Linked DNA regions of Ovis aries: region 1 is linked to region 2. Evidence: chromatin contacts called from public Hi-C data. All regions are on one chromosome and are shown on one strand. The core of a region is the stretch at or near the end of the contact, and the rest is flanking DNA. Distances in the headings are between cores, read along the strand shown.

The links. A called contact is a pair of places that touch in the nucleus more often than the background predicts.
Region 1: a contact with region 2 is called in a Hi-C map of liver, with 2.3 times the contacts expected there. The contact joins the promoter of RCAN1 here to the enhancer-like site in region 2. A contact is called at or near these places in 3 of 16 Hi-C or Micro-C datasets (liver, muscle and tail adipose tissue).

What each region holds. Positions count from the first base shown.
Region 1 is chr1:121,619,137-121,623,586 of ARS-UI_Ramb_v3.0, reverse strand. It overlaps RCAN1 (regulator of calcineurin 1), which reads right to left and starts at 1,967. Exons shown (of 4, transcript NM_001009274.1): 1 at 1,817-1,967. The coding sequence starts at 1,903.
Region 2 is chr1:121,577,893-121,582,303 of ARS-UI_Ramb_v3.0, reverse strand. It overlaps a transcript of RCAN1 not described here. Among named protein-coding and RNA genes, the nearest start is that of RCAN1, 42 kb to the left of the region's middle. Within about 2 kb of position 2,238, at least 9 of the 54 cell types and tissues checked have an H3K27ac peak or open chromatin away from gene starts, as enhancers often do. A contact at or near this core is called in liver, where this site is marked.

The sequences.
Region 1 (4,450 bases), core at 718-3,217, 42 kb before region 2:
GACTCTGGAAATCTATAGAGAGCATGCTGTTTCTGCAAAGCAGAGAGAGGATTCCAGCAGAAGTGGAGAACGTCCCTGAGACTTTTTGGTACTAGGAAGTGGAGGAGGGGATGGGCCTCCGGATGGATGGGTGGTTGGTCAGTTTCTGCTCCATCGGGCAGGGCTCCACGGGGCAGGGCCTGCCTTTCCTCCTGGCTGGCGTCTCCACCAGGAGACATGGGAAGAGCTCACAGAGTTTCTCTCTTCCAGTTCCTTGGGTTTTGTTAGTTGATGGAAAAGTCTGTGACTTTCCCAGGAGAGGTGACGCGGAGAAACAGAAGTAGAGTGAAGGCGCAGCAGATGCTCAAGCTTCGAGTTCATCTGGCCGCGCGGTGACTCGGTTGGTCTCCGCCCCTCTGTGGAGCACGGGTGAGTCCGGGGCGTGAGGGTGTCTGTGCGGATTTGGAATTTCACACGACCTCATCCGTAGGCACTGTGACCAACTGTTTGGAGTTATGATTCATAACTTAAGAGAGATGAGTTTGATGGATATTTTTAGACGGCAAGTCAGGGCTGAAGACCAGAGTGCAAGAGAACCCACACTACCTTGTTAATTTCGTATTGTTCTCCTACCGTTCTTTTATAAAATAATCTCATTTGTTATTACAGTTGTTGGGTGGCTTCTCTACTGAAATGAGTAAACAGTGATTTTACTCACATAAGGCTAATATTAGGTACATAGACTTTGTAGTAAGTTTACACATAGATTGGGCTTCCCAGGTGCCGCTAGTGATAAAGAACCCACCTGCCAGTGCAGGAGACTTAAGAGACCTGGGTTCGATCCCTGGGTCGGGAAGTTCCCCTGGAGGAGGGCATGGCAACTCACTCCAGTATTGTTGCCTGGAGAATCCCATGGACAGAGGAGCCTGGTAGGCTACATACAGTCCATGGGGTTGCAAAGAGTTGGACAAGACTGAAGTGAATTAACAAGCATGCACGTACACAAAGACCATGCTCTAATATCTAGGTAAAAAACCACGATTCTGGCTTGTAAGCAGACTACATGATTAGGGAGTTAAATTTGATTTAAGAAAAAAAGAAAGAAAACGTCCCAAGTCTCAGTATGGCTTTAGGTATAAGGATATAACATGATCACTGCCCCCTAAAGAGAAAACACAGAATTCATTGCTATACAGTCTTGTTTTAGAGATCAGTTAGATAGCTTCATAGCTACTGATGGAAATCTTGGCATTTTAATCAAATGAAGAAGTAAAGCATAGTAGTTAAAATCACTAGTTATACAGCTGCTTTCCAGGAGGTACAATGTTTAACTTATCTATCTATTTATTATTTGCTATGGGTGCACTTTCTCCACCTGGAAAAACCTAGAAAGTTGAAGACAGGTCCTTATAATTACTTCAAACATTCAAATATCTCTACAATAGTGATTTCCTAAGATAAAATCAAAGTATCCTGAACTCGAGATGTCAAAGTGAAACATTCTGTGCACTGTCAGAAAGTCCTCCCTCCAAAAGTTTACTTACAATCTACAAAGAATGAAACGAACACCATGCTGAACCCTGCTTACTAACTGGCCAAGGGACAGAGACAGTTTTAAATACTGAGCTTTAAAAAATTCCTTCAGAGCTAATTCCTCAGGCAACACCTGTTGATTCTGAAGGCTCAAAGCATTCTGGATGCATTTCAAAAACCCCAAAACCCACAACGAGAACCACACATCCCCACCAACTATCTCAGCTAATAGTACCAATTAACATCATGCTTTGAAATCGCTGTCTCAAATTTTAAAAAAATTACATTATATCAGAAGCCTTACCCTGGTTTCACTTTCGCTGAAGATCTCACTGTTTGCCACACAGGCAATCAGGGAGCTAAAACTGTAGTTAAAATTTCTAAAGTGCATCTTGCTTTCTTACAGTGAGAGCTACAGCGACTCCCGCGGTCAAGCCCCAAGTGGATGGAGTTCCTTTACCCGAAGCTGTTAGGTTCTTTCTCGAGCCGGCGCTTATAAAGCAACGAGGTCCGGCTCCCCCCGCCCCCACCCCGCCCCAACTCCGGGGGAAAAAAAGCACTGCTTCCAGGGCATCCTGTTTGGACACCAAATTCCTGAGTCAAGCCCTGCTTGACTCGCAGGCGGACAGGGACAGAGTGTAAGTTTCTACTGGAAAGAGGTGACGTCAACACCTTAGTCATTTTCCCTATGCTAATTAACTTCGCTTGGGGAGGATGGAAAAAACGGCCGAGGTTTGCTTTGCAGCTGTTTTATCTCTCCCTCTTGCAGCATAGTTTCCACTGGTAGTAATTCCATTCAGCCACTCAGTCACCAGGCTCCGCCGCTGAATGGGACGACCCTTCTTAGGATGGAAAATGTTACAGACAGAAGCAGGAAGGGCTACAGCAGTAAACAGTAATTAGCCTGCGGGGAACTTTCAAGGCTTGGAGAAACCTGGAAACTGAAGTCTTGGGGAATGGTTTGATCCCTGTAATTTCCTGAACACTTAAATCAAAGTTTCATACACTGGGATATTAGAGAAAACATTTGGAAATCTGTCTTGGTCAATGACCTCTGTTTTTCAAAGAAAAAAAGTAGAATTCATTTCGAAATGTGCCCTGTCCCCCCCACCTTTTTTTGTTTTTTCTGATGAAATTTTATTGGATGAATGTCCTAATTCCCACTTGTATTTCATAGTGAGAATGTGGGAAGTGATCCTAGGATTTTCGTTGGAAAACTTTGTAATTGGACAACTAGGAATAGGCAGCTCTTTCATCATTTTCTAACGCCTACTGAATTCGGAAAAAAGATTCGAAAACATTTTAGAGTAATCTGAACCTCTGAAGCTGAGAAAGAAAACATTAAGAGGCTGTCTGCTTGGAGACTCAGAGACTGAGTGTTTTCGGTTTTGTTTTAAATAGGAAAGGATGATGAAATAGAAAGAATGGATAGTATAATTGAAAAGCTAGTTCAGTTGGCCTTTTTGCAGGTAAGAGGTCTGGTCTAGAAGAAGCATACTGGAATAGCAGGATACCGGTTCTTTGAAAAGGCTACAACTCCTTTTTCCCCCCAAATTTTCATTTTACTATTTTTTTAAAATTTAAGTACAGTTGATTTACACTGTTGTGTAAGTTTCAGGTGTATAGCAAAGTGATTCAGTTATACGTGTATGTGTATCTATTCTTCAGATTTTTCTCATATCAGTTATTGCAGGATATTGACTATAGTTCCCTGTGCTATACAGCAGGTCCTTTTTGCTTATCTCTCTTAAATGTTATTGTTGTTTAGTCACTAAGTTGTGTCCAATTCTTTGCAACCTCATGAACTGTAGCCCACCAGGCTCTTCTGTCCATGGGATTTCCCAGGGAAGAATACTGGAGCGGGGTGCCATTTGTTTCTCCAGGGGAATCTTCCCGACCCAGGGACCAAACCCGAGTCTCGTACATTGACAGGCCAATTCTTTACTGCTGAGCCACCAGGGAACCCCTTAATCCCGTTAAAATGCTGCAGCTCTTTGAACTTCCAAGTGCTGTGTCAGTTTTGGTCCCTATGGCGGTCTGAGTGCTAGGTTCTTCCCACCCTCTCCAATTTCATTATCACCTAAACGCAGTCACGTTATTTATGAAAAACATTCTTTAGTTTAGAGGCACACATGGACACCTCTTAAGCTTCCAAAAGTTAAGTGGAACCCTGCTGTTCACATGTAAAAATTAACTTCAAAGATTCATTAAAGTCAGCCAATAATGAAAAGGATATATGCAACGGGAAAGAGCAAACTGGAGTATTTATCCCTCCATAAAAGGAAATGCAAAGTCTTCCTGGATGAGTGAGGGTTGTTTTATCTCCGTGTGTGGTTCCCTGCTGCCAGTTGTAGGGTTATGTAAGAGACCAGTTATGGTGTTTGCTTTGCCAAATTACCTGTAACTCCCAACCCAGGAGATTTAAATGCAAAAGATCTAGAAAAGTTTTGAATGCTGTAAAATCATGTACGTGTGTGTGTGTGTGTGTGTATGTGTGTCTGCTCAGTTGTGTCCAACTCTTTGCCACCCCATGGACTGTAGCCCACCAGGCTCCTCTGTCCATGCGATTTTCCAGGCAAGAAGACTGGAGTGGGTTGCCATCTCTTCCTCCAATCTTCCTAACCCAGGGATCAAATCTGTGTCTCCTATGTCTCCTGCATTAGCAGGCAGGTTCTTTATGGGATGCATCAAACACCAAGAGGACAGGGCCACGCTGGCTTGGTTCCAGGGGCTGTGCACTTGAGCTGGCTGCATTTTCAGCGCAGAGGCCGCAGGGGGCCCTGGGGGCACGTGCAGGCTTTGGTGGCAGTGTTGGTATGGGAGGCCTTGGTGGAGGGAGGCAACGGGGAAAGGGACAAGGAGGTAGAAGACACAGAGGCGCACTCTACCCACCCAGCGCGCCTGTCCCTCCTCGCCTCTCTCTCCTGGAGTCTGCCTC
Region 2 (4,411 bases), core at 989-3,488:
ATTGCTTTCTCACAGATGAGAAACCGAGGCTACAACGTCAGGCGTAATTCTCTTGGATGTTTGACTTGGAATCAGGATCTGAAGCAAAGTGACAATGAAATAATACCCGGCCTGACATGAATTCTTAAAATAGTGGAGACTGATCCATTATACCCGGCGGCAAACCATGTTGACAAGATCAAGCCATCAAGGAGATGCCTGTGGCCCCACTAACTACTGATGGAAAAAGCCTGATTCTCTTAATGCCGCTGACAGTTCACCTGGCCACTCCAGGGCAGATGTTATCCCATGCTGGCTCCCTGCCCTGACAGATTAACGAAGGAACATGCTCAAAAAAAAAAAAAAAAAAATCATCAAAAGGTTTGCAAGGCCAGTGACCTTCTATAAGAAAGCAGGCCTCGGGCTTGCTGTTTTTTATCTTTATAAACCACATCACCTCCATCTACAGCAACACACAGTAAGTAAAGCTCAGATTGATTGATGAGCTGGAATCAGCTAGGAAAGGCATTATTAAGAATTGTCAAGAAAAGGGGCTTCCCTGATGGCTCAGTGGCAAAGAACTCGCCTCCAAATACAGGAGACATGAGTTCCATCCCTGGTCTGGGAAGATCCCACATGCCGCGGAGCAACTAAGCCCATGTGCCACAGACTAAGCCTGCACTCTAGAGCCTTGGAACCGAAGTGCTATAGCCTGCACACCCTAGAGCTCAAGCTCCACAGCAAGAGAAGCCACAGGGAAAGTCTGCATGCTGCAGCTAGGGAGTAGCCTCCACTCTGCGCAACTCAAGAAAGCCTGCACGGTAGCAACAAAGACCAGCCCAGCCAAAAAACAAATATATATTTTTTAGAAAAGAAGAATTACCAAGAAAGGAAATTCTCAGAAAAAAATTTTCATCTCTATTTAAGATTAAGGCAGGACGGACTGTGACACATTAGACACTAATCTTCAAATGGCTGTCGCTTGGTCACTCAGTCGTACCCAACTCTCTGCAACACCATAGACTGCACCAAGCCAGGCTTCCTATCCTTCACCATGGATAGGTGAACTTGAAGCAAACATTGAAGCAAACTTCACCTGGACTTTGCTCAAACTCATAGCCATTGATGCCATCAATTGTTCAGGGTTGCTTTCCTTTAGGATCTCCAAATAGTTAAACATCAAACTTCTAACAGTCAGAATGTTATATCCTTTTCCTATAGAAAACCTGGCTGTTGTAAGGATTTTGAAGAGCCGAGGTCTTACTCTGGTTTTCCAAGGAGCTATGAAGACTCTTGAGAGTCACTTGGACAACAAGGAGATCAAACCAGTCCATTCTAAAGGAAAACAGCCCTGAATATTCGTTGGAAGGACTGATGTTGAAGCTGAAACTGCAATACTTTGGCCACCTGATGCGAAGAACTGACTCATTTGAAAAGACCCTGATGCTGGGAAAGATTGAGGGCAGGAGGAGAAGGGGATGACAGAGGATGAGATGGTTGGATGGTATCACTGACTCTACAGACATGAGTTTGAGTGAGCTCCAGGAGTTGGTGATAGACAGGGAGGCCTGGCATGCTGCAGTCCGTGGGGTCATGAAGAGTTGGACACTGAACTGAACTGATGGCATCTTAGGACACTGGTCCAGGAGTCACTCTCGGCCTCTGGCCCCAGCTTTGGCAAAAACAAGCTATGCCACGCTGGGGAGCACATTTCACCTCCTTGGATCTGGCCCACCCGTTGCAAAATCAATGGTAAAGGAGCTCCAGGGGGATGACAGCAGGGACAGGAAAGATCATACATCACCTGGAACATAATTCAGCTTACAGAACAGGACAAACTGTGGGGAAGCGAAGCAGAGACATTAACACTCAAGTGTATTAATAGCTATGCTAATGGAGCACTGTAAAACCATTTCACCTGAATACTAAAAATAGGCTTCCGAGTAATCATCATCGTTTTTTTAAAAAAAGAACATAAGTTACTGTCAGCCTAGCTGCATGAAATTTCTATTAAGAGTCACTGGAAATTGTGAGGATGCAAAGATGGATGAATGTAGCCTTCTTATTCCAGGAACCGCTGGAAAATTCATCCAAGGTCAGGATAACAGGGTGGGGGAAAAAGAAAGAAAACTTGCCAGAAAAATTAAGTAGTGTCAGGAAGTTTAACGTGATCTGTGTTTGATTCACAGCGCAGGATTCTTTCGTAAGAACTCTTTATCTGACCCTGTTTGCTCTAGATAGGGGCGGGCAGGCTTGTGAACATAAGTTCAGACAAGTTCAAGCTAATAAGCTCCACACTGAATCCTATTATGTACGCACTTCTATAACTTTCGTAGGCAAGGGTGAAGATAAAGAACTTGTTTGTTAAGGTGCACAAAGGTCCTGCTGGTAATGCTCTAGTTAGCTTAATGCTTCAGATGCCACTCTGTCAAATATCCCCTTGTTCCACGGATTAAGTCAGTCAAAACATCCAGAACCGGGTCCCATAGAAGGTCCTGACCACCTTCTGAGAACACAGCTCCCTCCTTCCAGTTTATTATGCCAGCTCTGAATAGTAACAATTTTAAGTTACGTTTGGAGAAGGCGACGTCACCCGACTCCAGTACTCTTGCCTGGAAAATCCCATGGACGGAGGAGCCTGGTGGGCTGCAGTCCATGGGGTTGCCAAGAGTCAGACACGACTGAGCGACTTCCCTTTCTCTCTTCACTTTCATGCATTGGAGAAGGAAATGGGAACCCACTCCAGTGTTCTTGCCTGGAGAATCTCAGAGACAGGGGAGCCTGGTGGGCTGCCGTCTCTGGGGTCACACAGAGTCGGACACGACTGAAGCGACTTAGCAGCAATAGCAGCAGCAAGTTACATTCAACCCACGCTTGGCAGTTCAGAAGTCTTGCCACAGGTACCAACTCATCTGAGTTGCCTGAAATCCTCCAATGATATACAGGAGGATTTTATTATTCTTGCTTTTGCAGAAAGGAGGCTCAGTGAGCTCAGATCGGTTGCCTAAGGTCACGAAGCTCCTACTGGCAACATGTAACATGCACATTCATGCCCTCTGACTGTTATTATCCAGGATGGCTGTAACCAAAGACACATTCTTGTAAACCCTTAAGGCAGTACCAAAAAAGGCCTAGTTGAGGTATATAAACATGTCCTCAGATTTCTGTGGTGAGTCAGTAAACATGTCTTAAAGGTGACGTTGGTTGGTGAGCTCATTCATGTCAGGTTCTGAACTGAGGTAAGAGTTAAGATCATTAAAACATTTTCCTCAAATTTATTTTTGAATCCAAGATGTCAGGTTCTAGGCATTCTTGAGCACTGTAGCACAAACCCCAAATCAGCCTATACTGTTAACAGAGGTGCATGATTTGTGATCCTGACAAGCATGCTTTAGTCTGAAGGTGGTGGCTCATCAAAGGCACATGTCAGCACAGATGCAAGCTACCCACGAACGGGCTAGTGAGGAAGCTCCCACACTGGAAGGGGCTGGAAGTTTCTGTGAGGAAGGTTGGTTTTAAAACTCCTCTGTGGACATGTGTGTCTCTGATTCATGTCAATGTATGGCAAAACCCGCCACAATATTGTAAAGTAATTAGCCTCCAATTAAAATTAATTAATTAAAAACAAAACAACTCCTCTACGGAGAAATGCAAATCAAAACTACAACATGGTATCACCTCATACCAGACAGTGAGATCTCACAGCATCATCAGAAAGGCTACAGACGATAAATGCTGGAGAGGGTGTGCAGAAAAGGGAACCCTCCCTGCACTGTTGGTCGGAATGTAACTTGGTGCAGCCACTGTGACGGACAGTGAAGGTTCCTTAAAAACTGAAAATAGTGACACCATGTGATCCAGTGATCCCACTTCTGGGCATAAATCCTGAGAAAACTCTAATTCGAAAAGATGCACGGAACCGCAATGTTCGTAGCAGCACTGTTTACAATAGCCAAGACACACGAGCCACCTAAGCGTCCACTGGCAGATGTACGGATAAGGGTGCGGTGTACATGCACAAAGGCATGGTCCCTGGGCACAAAAAAGAACGAAATAATGCCATTCGGAGCACACAGGTGGACCTAAAGGTGGTCATGCTAAGTGAATTAGGTCAGAGAGACAGAAAGGCAAATACATGGTATCACTTATATATGGAATCTAAAAAAATTATGTAAATGAACTTATTTACAAAACAAGACTCAGAGACACAGAAAACAAATTTACAATTACCAAAGAGGATACATTAGGAGTTTGTGATTAAAATATACATACTACTACATAGGAAATAGATAACCAACTACTGTATAGTATAGGAAATGATACTTAACATCTCGTAATAACCTACAATGGAAAAGAATCGAAAAAGGAATATATATATATCTGAATCACTTTGCTACACACGTGAAACTAATACAACATTGTAAATCAAATA